Linked DNA regions of Mus musculus: regions 1, 2 and 3 are each linked to region 4. A link is a contact called in public Hi-C data. All regions are on one chromosome and are shown on one strand. The core of a region is the stretch at or near the end of the contact, and the rest is flanking DNA. Distances in the headings are between cores, read along the strand shown. Region 1 has its middle 210 kb from the start of Mir682. Region 2 has its middle 260 kb from the start of Mir682. Region 3 has its middle 180 kb from the start of Mir682. Region 4 has its middle 140 kb from the start of Pcsk1.

Region 1 (3,452 bases), core at 734-3,233, 210 kb before region 4:
CTTGGAGAGTAAGTCTTGCCCCAACAGAGGGTAGGGGCAGTCTGGGATGATCATAAATGAATGGGATACCCAGCCCATCCCTAGGTCCACTGTTCTTTGGGTAATCCATGAATATATTTTGGTGCCATTGACTCCTTAAACCCAAGATTCTTTTCTTGGAAATGGGGCCATTGGCTTGAAGGAAGACCAAGTGTTGAGTCCCTTGTCCACCAAGAATCAAGTGGGTTTTCCCTCCACTCTCAGAGTAACCCTGAGTTCGGGGAGGGGTTCCGAATACTGTCCTCCCTAGTCTGTCTTCCTCCAGGGCTAACACCTTTGCCATTTGGGGGGCCTTTCCCAAGGCCGGGAATTTCTTACCCCCAGCTTCCATGTATTAGGGCACTCTCTGGCTCAGTGGCTCCTCTCCTTGCAGTATGCACACTGGTCTTTTTCAAGGGGTTTTCTGTCTCTCTTTGTCTGGAGTCTGTCTTCTCTTTTTTCCCTAACTACTGTAGCCAAGATTCTGTGTAAATTCCTTCCCTGTTGCTTTTCTTTTTCTTTAATCTTCCTTTCATCTTCTTACTTTCTCTTTCTTTGCTTTTCTTCCTCCTCTGTCTCCCTGTTATGGTAGACTTTTCTCAACAACCTGCACTGCAAAGAACAGTAGACCTAGGGATGGGATGGGTATCCCCTCAACGACTTATCCTGTAGTCCCTCTAACCTCTGAAGATTTTTCCTGATAGTCTACTAGATTGGTCTATAAAAGCCACACTCACAGTAGCTTTCTGTTCCCTGCTGCTGGGATCATAGGGTGTATACTGGTGGATTGCCTCTATGATCCACTCTAGAAAGGCTGTCGGCAGCTCATCTAGTCCCTGCTTAACCTCACGTACCTTGGTCAAATTTGTGGATCGTCATGCACCTGCCAATGGAGTCTGGTAGTAGACCTTCATGTGTTCCTTACCTTCTGCCAAATTAAAGTCCCAGTCAGGTCTAGTCAATGGAAACACACTGTCAACAACAGCCTGCTCAATCGATGGTACCCCCGTGTCCAAAGGTGCATTCTTTCTGGCTTCTTGCATTATTCTCATTCACTCTTTAGTCATGAAGAACACTCTCATGAGTTGTTGGATATCATCCCAGGAGGGCTGATGAATAAATAAAGCAGTCTCAAAGAGATTAATCAGCCCTTATCTGGGGGCGGGGGAGGGGGGGTTGGGCCTTGCATTTGTACAAGTCGGCTAAAGAGAAGGGCCAATATTGAATTGCCTCGTTGCCCTTTTCTAGAGGTCCTTATGCCCTCAGCTGGAGAGCCATCATGGTATCAGGGTAGGTGGCTCTCAGACTCTGGGTCCCCATAGTGGGGCCCGGAAGTTGGGGGTCTCCTCCTGCTCCTCCCTCTGGTAAAGGGAGATATAATGGCTCTGGTTCTGTATGGGCTAAGGATCCTGGAGCCAGTGCTGGCACTGGCAGGACCATGGGGACAAGGATAGGGGGATATGGAGGAGGAGCAACAGGTCCACTGTTGAAGGGTCTTGGAGGATCAACTTGTCAGGTCTGGATTCCTCCTCCCGTGCTTCCTTTTTCCTGATGGCCAGAACCTGAGAGGTAGGTCTTGGGGAAAGAAAGGCTTTTATCCATGGGGGTGGGGGAGCCCTCCACTAGATTCTTCCAGGTAACTATATAGGGCACTTGGTCTGAGTGCCTGAGGGATCCTGGCCTAAAGACTCTTTCTTCTACTGCTATGATCACCTGCAAGTCCAAGGTCCCTATGGGTGGCCAGTCTACTCTGAAGGTGGGCCATTTGGTGAAGCAGAGAATAACTAAACTTTCCCTTCTTTACTACTACTTACAAGTTTTCTCCTCCAATGGTTAACTAGGATGTTTAATGTCCAATGTCCAAAAATGTCATCAGTCAAAGTCCAAGAACACAGAATGAGATAACCAACACTAATAAACACAGAGAAAGACAATCAAAACACAGTTCGCCCCTTCCACAGGCAGTTACAGACAGTTTGTCCCTTCTACTGACACTGAAACCAGGATATAGCAAGACTTAGCTCCTGCCAGTACTGTCTTGCTGTTTCCAAAAGGAGCAGCGTCCTCTTGACTCCTTCTGGGGGTCAGGGTGGGCCTGAAGCACCCTCCAGACTCCCTGTGGTCATGATATTAAGGCACGTCTGCCTGCCACATTTGACCACACCAGACACCGTAGTCTCTCCACCATCACCACCCTGCCACTTGCAAGCAAACTGAAAGTTCAAATAGACTTACAAACTCAGACTTTGACAAACAGCAAGACAGACGAGAATCGAGATATTTGATTGAGCCGTTCCTCCTATTCACCACTCTCAGGTGTGTCACCCACATGGGGTCAATTCCTGGCCAATGCACCAACTGTAGCTCCTGGGGACCCCACCTTCCCCCAAAATGAACCATGTGGAACCAAAGATCAATGCAAAAGCAAGGGGACTTTATTGTTCCAGAGTGCTGGGGTTGTCCTGCATCCAAAAGAGTGGAGCAGACCCCGGGCAGCTGGTTTGGCCAGTTTTTATCATTTTTCAGGGGTAGAAAAGAGAAACAGCTACTAAGCACAATGTGATAGGCAGAACAGTGTGACTTTTAAACTAATTAGTCCTTAGGGAATGAGGTAGCAAGGGCTTCCCTTATTTGCAGGTGGCCAATGGTCAGTTCCCCTTGTCTTTCTGAGGAATGTAATCAGCCCCTCCCTTCCAGAAGGGAGGGGTGCCTATGTGCCTCATGACTTCTCTCTTCCAGGAGGGGAGGGGTTCTTTGTGTTGGGGGGGGGGGCTGGTGGAATTTTTCAAAGGTCCTGAGGTGACCTCTTTAAAAGCCAAACAAGCAGGGAAGACCAAGGCATTAGGGTACTAGGAGCCATGAGTAAGAACCGGTTCCTGGGTCCCTTCCTGAGAGTGACATCATCAAAATGAGTGGTGTGTTTCTGAAGAGCATATAATTGTCCTTAAAATGATCCCCTTTCCCTATCATAAATTACAAAAATAATTATTTATTAAGTAACTTAAGAAATGCTTAATTGTGTAAAGCAACATAATAAAACATGTGCTCCCTTTACACCTTGAAGTGAATGCTTTGTTCTGCTATTTATTCAGCAATTTCACATCCTTTTTTAAACATTCTGGGTAGATACATACACATTGCATGTTTGTTTTAAGCTCAAGCACATACTATAAACTATTTTAGGAGGGTATGTTGTAAACTTACAAAATATGTACTTCAAACTTACACTTTAATATATATTTTAAAATTTCACTAAAATTTAGTACACTGTTACTTCCCCACTTCACATTTGTTTTCTATGCCTTTTGTAAAACAGACTTTATTTTATTTTTTCCCCATTTCTTATTAGGTATTTAGCTCATTTACTTTTCCAATGCTATACCAAAAGTCCCCCATACCCACCCACCCCCACTCCCCTACCCACCCACTCCCCC
Region 2 (3,453 bases), core at 114-2,613, 160 kb before region 4:
TGTTTCCTCATAAGCAAGAGTGGAGGGGAGAGAGAGATAGCACCTTTATATTTAAAGATCGATATATAGTTTTCCACTCATAATATTGAATATAGATCTTCTGTTCTTCAGAAAGAATTTGCTATTTGTGTCTGAAGTTAAAGAACTTCTATGCTTGGCTCTTGTGCTGTGACAAATATAAAGAAAAAAAATTTGCAGTCTAGAGAGGGGACTCGGGTGTTAACAGCATTGGCTGTTCTTCCAGAGGACGCAGGTTCGATCCCAAAGAACAAAATGTGGCTCATAACCATATCTATCTCCTGTTCCATGAAATCTAATAATTACTTCTGGTCTCTACAGCTTCTGCAAGCATGAGTTGTACGGATTCATCTAGGTGAAACACATAAAAATGGACAAATCCTAGGAAAGCTTTTTAAAAAGAATAAATTGCAGCATATGTACCTCTTTAATAAGAGTAGAATGTCTTCCCTTTTCTTCTGGCAAACTGATAAGAGAGACTCATCTAATTACACTGAAGCAAATATAAGTGAACATATCTTCAAATAATGTTTTTTCCCCAAGTTAGTTATAATATTAAGTGGATCAATGCTTTAGATAAAAGGAAACCTCCCATTAAATATTGTGTATATTTTGGAATGTTGGTTTCTATTTAAAAATCTATCTTGTACTTTATTTCCAAAATGAGACTTAAGGACTCACATGATATAATAAGGAAATAAAAAACTAAGTCAAGCATGGTGGCATGTACTTGTAGTCCTAGACCCTGGGGAACAGAGATATGTAAATAGTCTAGGCTATACAATGAGACTATGTCTCAGAAAAACAAAACAAATAAAACAAACAAAAAACAGTAAATGAAAACATTAGGATTCTTTAAAAATATTTAGAATTGTGGCTTTTGGTGAAAAGAAATAGAACTGTTTCTTTGGTAGTTATTTTTAGACAATGCCTATTTTAACCTTAACATCCTAGTGGAGCACAAACGAAGTAGTGTCATCATCTCCACCTACAGTAGACTGAACTTTCAGCACAGGTTACATAATCTTACTGGGAAAATGTGAGTGCTGTTATTTCTCCCTTTGTTTGAGCATTCAGTGAACTTTACTCTTCCCAGGCTTGGCTGTTTGGCAGACTTTTCCTTCCTTGTTCAATAACTTCTTTTTAAATGTAATAATCCCTTTAGAAAGGAGTTTAAACTTTAATTAATGTTACTATTACTACTAATTATGATAACAAATGAAGCCACTACAGTCCTTGACATGTTTATGAAACACAAAGTTTAAAATAAAACAATAAGCTTTGTGGGTTGTAGCTGAGTGCCAGTGTGGTAGTCATGGGTACTAGGCTGTTCTGCAATCATAGCACAAGGCTGTACATTCATAGACCTCCCATACCTGTGCTCCAAACGACAGCTTTTAGTCTTAACTGCCACCTCCTTTCCAGTTATTCTATTGGAGAGAATGTCATGGGGTGTCAAATACCCCTCCAGAATGATTAAGAAAGAAACCAGTACCCCTCTCCACGGGAGAGTCTACTTCCTATCTCATCAAACTGACCGTTGTTCAGGCTGGGGAATTCAAAGTCAGCACATGGTGGAGTCCAGGTCACCACCATTTGAGTTAACGGAAAAGGAACCTGGGAGACTGGAACACATTTCTATGTGCTGTACTTATCAAGAAAAAAAGTGACAGTTGGAAGTCTTTATACTTAGAGACCATCCCAAGTATTCAATAATACGATAGGATAAATGCACAGACAAGTATTCCTTCTCATGCCTGCTCTCTGAGAGTCATGCCATAGAAGCTGTAAGATACACAGGAAGTCATTCAGCACCAACTCTATTGATTGTTAGAAGCTAAACAGGTACTTTCCTCTTACACCTCTAATAGTATGTGTCAAGACTGCTCTACTCTGACATCAAAACCCCCTTTCATCACTTATGAACCCTGTGGATGAGGGAAACTGCTCAGCTCTTCTGTGGCTCAATTTCCACGACTCTTTAAAAGGGGTTGTTGGCATCCACAACATAGAAGTCGCAGTCTCAGGGAAGCCTCAAGTTCAACATATTAAAGGAAAGCTTTTTTTTGGACTAAAAATACCACAAACTTCAAGGAGCTTGAGGCAGATCCACATCTACTTGTGGCTTTGCAAAGTCATGTCATAATTAAAAGAGCATCAAAAGGCACAGCATTCCAGAGAGTAGCAGGCAGCTATCCAAATATTTTGAGTCAGGAAAAAATATTAGTGGATTTCACTGTAAAGACATTTTTATAATTATCTCTGATAGAATAAAAGAGCTTATTGGTCTAAAGACTAAAAATTTTAAATATCTTAAAATATGAGCTTTAGTTTGAATCTTTTTTAAACAAAAAATGTCATTTGACAAGATTTTTCTCTTTAATTACTCCTTTTATTTTTGAGATTCTAACATAATTATATCATTCCCTGTCTTAGTCAGGGTTTCTATTCCTGCACAAACAGCATGACCAAGAAGCAAGTTGGGGAGGTAAGGGTTTATTCAGCTTACACTTCCACATTGCTGTTCAATACCAAAGGAAGTCAGGACTGGAACTCAAGCAGGTCAGGAAGCAGGAGCTGATGCAGAGGCCATGGAGGGATGTTACTTACTGGCTTGCTTCCCCTAGCTTGCTCAGCCTGCTCTCTTACAGAACCCAAGACTACCAGCCCAGGGATGGCACCACCCATAAGGGGACCTCCCCACTTGATCACTAATTGAGAAAATGCTTTACAGCTGGATCTCATGGAGGCATTTTCTCAACTGAAGCTCCTTTCTCTGTGATAACTCCAGCCTGTGTCAAGTTGACACACAAAACCAGCCTTACATTCCCCTTACATTTCTCCTATATATCCTTCCTGATACCTTTCAAATCCATAGCCTCTTTTTTGTTAATTGTTCTTACATGCATATATGTTTATGCATATGTAAATACAATTTGCTCTGTATATCATTTACTTGCGTGCATATTTTCAGGGATGGCTATTTGGTATTGGACAACTAATTAATATGCTCTTCCCTGGGGAGGACAATTTCTCCCAGTCATTGCATTCCTTAGTTGACCGTAATTCTTTGTGAGGTCTCATGGACTTTCTCCCATCCACATTAACTTGTCTATGTTATTGTTCTTGTTCAGCTCACGTTTAGGTAGTCATGTTGGTCAGAGATTATGGGTATAGCTTCTAACATTTCTAAGAGACACAGTGTCATAGCAAACTCCACGATCTTCTCCCAGCTCCAATCTTCACTCAGATTGCAGGCTCTTTCCTCTATCTTTCCACTCCCTCCACTTTAATGTCCCCTGAGTTTAGATGTCGAAGTTGTTTTGTAGCTATATCCCTTGTTCCATGACTCTGCATTTGCATTGTAATTTTCTGTAATGTATCCATCTATCATTCAAAAAGTTTTTAAGCCATCATTATATGTCAAATATTACA
Region 3 (3,717 bases), core at 21-2,520, 240 kb before region 4:
ATGTATGTTCAGGTACCCTCAGAGGTCAAAGGGTACTGGATTGCCTGGAACTAGAGCCACATGATATAGGTGCTGGGAACTAGATGCAGATCTTCTGTAAGGGTGATAAATGCTTTTGTCTATTGAGCAATCTCTTGAGCTAATAAGTCCATAAATATCAAACATGACTCTTAGCATGTATTCACTTCATTTGGTAAAAGTTTTAAAGTTGGAGAGTTTTCAAGAATTTTGATATATTAAAATTTCAAGTGTAAAGAGGATGCTATATGAAAAACTTGATATACCAGATGACTCTCCCATAGACTTGGTCTATTTATCAAAAGACGTGATAACTGTCCAGGAAGGAGTGTGAGGCTTTGTTCTTTTGTCAGAGCTCTACCCTCTACCTTAAAATAAATGTTAAAAATTGAAAATAATTTTTCACACCATATATTCTGATGAAGGTTTACCCTCTTCCAACTCCTCCCAGATCCCCTCCACTCTCTCAACCCCACAACCCGTTTCTCTCTTTAGAAAATGGAGTTCTTTAAGTTATTGAATCCCTTGCTTCTCCTCTCCCAGAGCTTGAATTGCCTGTAGGAGTACAAATTAAGGCCTGTATCCAAGTTGCTTGAGTGATGTCTGTTCCTGTAGGAATTTGAAAATTCTTTTGTACATTTTACCATTAGCCCCTTCTTCCTTCACCAAGACCCTCATTTGTTTGTTCATTTATAACCACAGACTAGATGCTTTTTCTATACCATGCACTAAGTTAGATTCTGGAGATGAAGAGACAAAGACATGTCACCCACCCTTTAAATCTGACTGCCCAGAGGCCATGTTTCTGGGGTATAGAATATTAGTAAGACTGGTCTTTTGCTTGCTGTATCCTCTGTATATAGACTTACATCTCAAATCCTTATCTTTTGAGGGTTTGCTTTAAATAATTTTTCTCTCATTTCTGCTGGAGATCTCTGAAAGTTAGTCTGTTCATGTTGTTTCTACCAAAATTTTCTGCCTTTTTTGGTGTCTTTTTTACCATGGCACTTTCCTAGTAGTTCCCTATCCTTCAACATGGATAGTTAGTAGATACAGTCACTTAAAATATGTGCAAATGTGTGCTTTTCAAAAGGAAACTTGAAACTAGGATCATTCCTTTGCAGCTTCCATTTTCTGATAACTGTCAAATCTTGTTTGATTTGGAAAGGAACATTTTTATTTAGGGTACAAAGTCTGACTCCTCCCTCAATTAAAGTCTATTGAAATCTACAGAGAGAACTATGGACCTTTGCCTTTTACTTTTCTTCTTTCTCTATACCCTGGATTGTTGTAGGAGATACTCAGGCACCCATCTGAAACCCATTTACAATTACAAGTGTCTAGTGTTAGGGTGAAGAATCAACTTCTAGTTATTGAAGCATAGGGAAATGCTCGGAAAATGCCATGGTAAAAAAAAAAGGCAGAAAATTTTGGTAAATACAACATACTAAAATCTCACTTTGATAACATTTTTTAAAGGCAGTGAAAGTTGAATGCTTTGATTTTTTTTTTTATCACTTCATATCCTTCCTTTTCTTTTCAAATTTAGCATAAAGTGACAACCATTTTAATATATATATTTGCTAATTTTGTGAGCTGACTGGGTTCCATTGGGTTGTTCTGCTTCACATGACGTCATGGGGGCTTCAGTGACCTTGGAGTCCCAGTGGGCCAGGGCAGTCAAGATTGCACACTTGTATGGTAGACAGTAAATACTGGATGCCAACTGTCAGGTCAGCTAAGGCTGTCAGCCAGGAGACTACAATTTCTCCTAGCCATGATCTATGCCCTCCTTTATGATAACTTAGGTTTTCTCACACATTGTGACTGGATTTCAAAATGCAGAATACAGACACTGTCGGTTTTCTTAAAAGTGAAGCTGAGGGAAGTCATAGTGTCCCTTTTCCTTCACCTTTTTGTCCCATATTCTATTAGTCAAAGTAGTTCCAGGCCCAGATTATATTCAAGGGAGCCCAGGGAAGACCTTGTTTCTTAGTGGAAGAAGTGAAGAAGAATTGACATTTCTACCCAGTTTATATCGTAAAGTTATGTATAAGTGACCAGTGCAAAAGTTTATTGAAAGAAAGAGAAAGAGATAGCAGTCTTAACTCTAACAGACACTGAACTACATCGGTTTCTTCAGAGACAGTGCTGGGGTATGTGAGAACTGAATGGGTACTGGGCCACTCATCAAGGAAAAACAAGTAAATGTGGGCCAAGGAATACTAAGAAACCGAGAGGCAAAATGTCATCATGTATATGTTTGTGCAAACATGCTCTGAGTTGCACAGGAAGCAGTACCTGGTTGCTTTAGCCAACTCTCAGTGTTCAAGAATGTGTTAAGAGAGATGGAATGTGTATATATATGTGTATGTATATATATGTATGTATATATATATATGTAATGACAGGAAGAAAGAAAGAAAGAAAGAAAGAAAGAAAGAAAGAAAGAAAGAAAGAAAGAAAGAAAGAAAGAAAAGAAGGAAGGAAATTGGAGACATTGCAAAGGCAGGCATACAGGGCTTATTATGAAAGAACTGTATATCCCCTCCATACACCAAGGTGAAACAGAAAAGTCCAAGGGGCAGAATGCACCCAGGTGACCTCATTTGGCTTTCTTGTTCTGTTCTTAGTATTACCACCAAATCAAAGAGCAATGTGCTGGTTTATCCATTGATGATGCTGCAAAGAGAGTGGGAGAGATAGGGACAGCACTGCTGCTGCTGCCAGGCAGCATTAAAAAAAAAAAAAAAAAAAAAAAAAAAAAAAAAAAAAAAAAAAGGCTGCTAAGCCAAGGGGAAGTGCAGAAAGGATGTTGTTACTGTACTGAGAATTTTGGTTTCTTTAAAAAACATAGAAATAGTATGGGAAAACATTTTTATTTTAATCCACAGTATGGAGATAGGGGAATGTTTCACATCGGATGTCTACGATTTGTCTCATGCTCTAGCAGGGGTGGGGTTGTGCCAGCTACAGATAGTTTCTGCAATTGTGTGACCTTTGGAATTCTGGGGACTTTTCAGAGGATATATAAATGCTAGAACCCCACAGAATAGACTGGTGGCTGGTTTGTGGCTGAATGCTGTTGGTTGTGGTTTATCCATAATCATGTGGGCAAAGATCAAACTTGTCCCAAGAAACTTGAAGCCCCTAATCATCAGGAAGTCTAACAATCTTGTTACCCTCTTTCCCCTATATCCGTTGTTTTTTTTTTTTTTTTTTTTTGTTTTTGTTTTTTCTACTTAGTCAGGGCACTGAAAGGGTGGAAAAAGAGAGGTGAAGGGTAAAATAAAAAAGAATCCATGACATAGCCAAAAGTCCTGTTACAGCTACCTTCAGAGATGAAAGGCTTGAAGGAACAAGAAAAGGAGTTGTGAAGCTGAAAAGGACATGGGAAAGAAGGAAGGGGAAGATAAAGGAGATGAAGAGAACTAAGAGGAAGATGGAGAAGAGGAAGAGGAAGAGGAATAAGATGGAGAGGAGAAGGAAGAGGAAAATGGAGAGGAGGATGGGGAGGAGGATGGGGAGGAGGGTGGGGAGGAGAATGGGGAGGAGGATGGGGAGGAGGATGGGGAGGAAGAGGAGAGTGGATATGCTGCTTATTTATTTTTCTTCTTATATAAGACATTTAATCCCCCATGTATACAACTCACTCATTTTAAATGGTGTACATGTGTGTTTATGTGTGCTTGTCAGGGT
Region 4 (3,688 bases), core at 405-2,904:
CTTAACAAACCCTACAACTAAAACTAGGCTGAAGCAAAAATAAAACTTACTTTGGAGCGTTTAAGAATTTGTTCTGTGAAGAGAGCAAACACAGTCACCCTGACAAGCTACTTCATCCAGTGCAACCCTTACTTAACACCAGTATATCCTTTTTTTGGTTTTCAACCACGGAAAGGATGATGGTAAAGGCAACTATAATCTCTATATATCTATATATAATACTGGTTAATATTATGTAAAGCTGTATTTTATGTAATTTATGGTTTTGCTACAGAGTGACTTTAGAGAATTCTCTAATATGATAGAGCAAGAGTAAATTATTAGAAAACTATTAAATAATATTAAATTATATTCATAGACACACTGGTAGAAGATGCCACAAAGCCACACAGCAACTGGGCATCAAGGTGTCTGAATTTCTGTAGATGCTAGCTGGCTGCTCTGAAATGCATGTAGCCACATCTGCACTTGGGGCTCATAATGTGTGCTTGTGCAGAGTGTCACATTAACATCTTGCTTGGCATATGCCCTTTTAGATGAAAGACACTGCTAAGATTAAAGCTGACCTGCTGTATTGGGCAAAGGGCAGCCTGGATGCAGGGACACTCTTCTTCTGTCCACTGTCTGTGACTTTAGAAGTCCTCAGGGCAGGATCAGAGAATGGAGAACTAAGAACATACTTCAGATGTCTTAGAAACCAATAAAACTGTTGCTTGACCTCTTCTTTCTTAAGTTGCCAAAGCCATGGGGAAAGCTCTTTTCCTTCCTCCCTCTGTCCCTCTCTTATTCTCTCTTCTTCCAGCATTACCACCACCACCACCACTTCTTCCTATACCTCCTCCTTCTCCTTCTCCTTCTCCTTCTCCATCTTGTTATTCTTTTGTCTTAGCTTCATCTACTCAGAATCACTTGTTAGAAGAACTTGAGGTAACTTTTTTTAAAAGGGAAAAGGATGGACAGATTTTACTTAGAGTGTCTTGTTCATCCCTATTTTTTCAAGCCTGAAATTTACAAAATAGAAGTTGTTCAACTGCTGCTGCTTACATAAATCTCAGGAAAAGCCAAGTATCAGACAGAAAGGTTAAAAGAGAAAAAAGAAAAAGAAATGAAAATAAAATCTACTTTTGGTCTGCTTTCGTGTTTTAAACACATATTTCAGGCCTCAGGTTCCAACACGCCAGGTCACGACTGTACTCCGTTTTGCATGGTTCCTTGTTTTATAACCTAACATTATGTTTCATCCCTTCCTGTTTTGCTTGTGCTCTGCTTCATTTATTATCCCTTCTTTCTTCATTTGAAATCCTTGTTTACTATGTTAGAGTTCCGTGGGGCGTGGAACTTACAGTATCAGTAACTCCCAAAGCCCAGAGAATATATAAACATAATAAAATGCCTGGACTTTGACTCTGGAAGAGAAACATGTGATCAACTACAACTTCCCTAAAGATAACTGCTCTGAAGTTTAGTTCACAGAAATTTAATGTTCCATAATATAAATGGCTCACCTGTTGCTTTTGATGAGTTCTAGCCCACTCTTCCTGGATGTGGACTCCTGGGAAGAGGGTCTTTGAGATAGCAGATGGCTCAGCCCAGAGGTGAGGTCATTGAAAGAACATGGTAACACTTTGTACTTGGAAGACTGCCTGACTATTTGTGCCTCAGAGCCTTGGATTCTGGTCCTTGCTTAGACCTTTGCACCTTGGCAAGCCCAATTTATCTTTCAGTCTTGAACTGAGTGCCACTGTCGTGGTAGCAATTCTGAGTGTCCGTCTATGGATTGGCCTATGGGTACAGTAACTATGCACAACAGCACCATAACTTGCTCTAGCTTGGAAATAAAAATGTTTATGAGGGAAAAGATGGCAACAAACATCTCTCTTAATACTGAATAAAGTAAGGAGAGGCCAGGTGCCTGGCTTCAGTGGTTCTTAGCAATGATCTTAACTACTGTCAGGTACCGATACCATCCATGCGCTTTAGCTATGCAACTTGATTTGAGCACTATATGAGAGAAGAGTGGAATCACAACTTTGATACCATACTGCCAAGAAAACGTGTATATAACCACAAGAAAATTATTTGAATATCTTCATGCATCTATAAGAGAAAATGTAAATGTAAAAACCAGTATCAATAATAAAATCTCTACTTGGCTTTTATGGAGGGTCCCAGGTAGCTTTTAGGGAATATTTTAAGTTGGGAGAGCCTTTTAAAAATTCAAGGCATTGCCATATTCCAATTTTTGGTCATGGCATTATATATTATATATGCAAAATGAAAAGGGATTAAGCAAAAATCACGCAGTGAGCTGAGGAAAATCCAAAGCATAAAAATCCCACATTGGACACAAAACAGCATGTAGGCATGTAATACAGATTTGTAGTTGCAGGCAGATGCATACCAGTCCTTATCTTTGAGGACAAGCAAAAGTGTGTCCTGCCTAGTTCAGAGACTCTGTACCTGACTTGCAGGAACAGCCAATAGGTGACCCCATGGACCCAGCACTGCAGAGAATGCAGGGAACACAAGTCAGCTGTGCAGGGCCATTTCCCCAGTATCACTTCAGATGAAGATGAAGAACTCTCAGCTCTGCCTTCATCATGCCTACCAGGATAGGAGGATAGGCTATACTCACACAGAATCTGAGAACTCATCTTCAATGACCTCTGTCTTAGGGCTTCCATTGCTTTGAAGAGACACCAGGACCAGTTCTCTTAGAAAAGAGAATATTTAATTGAGGCTGAATTATAGGTTCAGAAGTTCAGTCTATTATTATCAAGACAGGAAGATGGCAGCTTCCAGGCAGGCATGGCACTGGAGGAGCTAAGAGTTCTACATCTTCATCCAAAGGACTATCTTCCAAGAAGCTAGGAGGAGGGTCTTAAAGCCCACTCCTACAGTGACACATTGTTAGTAAGGACACACCTCCTGTCATAGAGTTTCATCACTGTGAACAGACACCATAACCAAGGCAAGTCTTAGAAAGTACATTTACTAGGGACTGGATTACAGATCCAGAGGTGCAGTCCATTATTATTAAAGTGGGAATATGGCAGTATCCTGGTAGGCATGATGAAGGCAGAGCTGAGAGTTCTTCATCTTCATCTGAAGGCTGCTAGTAGAAAACTCCCTTCCAGGCAGCTAGGATGAGGGCCTTAAATCCCACACCCACATCCAACAAGGCCATACCTACTCTCATGTCTTCTAATAGTGCCACTCCCTGGGCAAGCATATTCAAACCACAACATTCCACTCTCTGGCCCCCATAGGCTTGTACAAACACATAAACCTGTGGGGGTCATATCTAGCTATAGTATAATAAAAAAAAGTACATTTAGTCCAACTTCCAAAGTCCCCATAGTCTATAGCAGTCTCAACAATGTTAAAAGTCCAAAGTTCAAAGTCTCTCCTGAGATCCATCCAGTCATTTAACTGTAATCCCTGAGTAAAGACAGGAAATCAGATGGTCAAACTCCAAATTCTGAATCACCATATGTCAAAGGAGTCTTCAGATCTCCAAATCCTTTTTCATCTTTGTTGACTGTAGCAAACTTCTTTCTCCTGGGCTGGTTCCACTCTCTGTTAGCAGCATTCCTCAAGATATCTACTATGGCTCTGGCATCTGGAGAATCTTGGGGTCTCCAAGGCAACTTCGATGTTATAGATTCTTGTTTCAATGTCTGGGATC

The links. A called contact is a pair of places that touch in the nucleus more often than the background predicts.
Region 1: a contact with region 4 is called in a Hi-C map of liver, with 6 times the contacts expected there. The contact joins two enhancer-like sites. A contact is called at or near these places in 5 of 484 Hi-C or Micro-C datasets (cortical neurons and liver) and 2 of 115 datasets of contacts at active chromatin or transcription factors (liver and pancreatic cancer cells).
Region 2: a contact with region 4 is called in a Hi-C map of liver, with 2.2 times the contacts expected there. The contact joins two enhancer-like sites. A contact is called at or near these places in 4 of 484 Hi-C or Micro-C datasets (the C10 cell line, liver and nephron progenitors).
Region 3: a Hi-C map of liver shows a contact between it and region 4, with 5 times the contacts expected there. The contact joins two enhancer-like sites. A contact is called at or near these places in 5 of 484 Hi-C or Micro-C datasets (the G1E-ER4 cell line, the HL-1 cell line, bone marrow-derived macrophages and 2 more), 2 of 115 datasets of contacts at active chromatin or transcription factors (embryonic stem cells and large pre-B cells) and 1 of 9 other capture datasets (embryonic stem cells).

What each region holds. Positions count from the first base shown.
Region 1 is chr13:75,437,807-75,441,258 of GRCm38.p6, reverse strand. No RefSeq gene overlaps it. Among named protein-coding and RNA genes, the nearest start is that of Mir682, 210 kb to the left of the region's middle. Within about 2 kb of position 1,983, at least 4 of the 459 cell types and tissues checked have an H3K27ac peak or open chromatin away from gene starts, as enhancers often do. A contact at or near this core is called in liver, where this site is marked.
Region 2 is chr13:75,382,736-75,386,188 of GRCm38.p6, reverse strand. No RefSeq gene overlaps it. Among named protein-coding and RNA genes, the nearest start is that of Mir682, 260 kb to the left of the region's middle. Within about 2 kb of position 1,363, at least 7 of the 459 cell types and tissues checked have an H3K27ac peak or open chromatin away from gene starts, as enhancers often do. A contact at or near this core is called in liver, where this site is marked.
Region 3 is chr13:75,466,489-75,470,205 of GRCm38.p6, reverse strand. No RefSeq gene overlaps it. Among named protein-coding and RNA genes, the nearest start is that of Mir682, 180 kb to the left of the region's middle. Within about 2 kb of position 1,270, at least 1 of the 459 cell types and tissues checked has an H3K27ac peak or open chromatin away from gene starts, as enhancers often do. A contact at or near this core is called in liver, where this site is marked.
Region 4 is chr13:75,223,772-75,227,459 of GRCm38.p6, reverse strand. No RefSeq gene overlaps it. Among named protein-coding and RNA genes, the nearest start is that of Pcsk1, 140 kb to the right of the region's middle. Within about 2 kb of position 1,654, at least 14 of the 459 cell types and tissues checked have an H3K27ac peak or open chromatin away from gene starts, as enhancers often do. A contact at or near this core is called in liver, where this site is marked.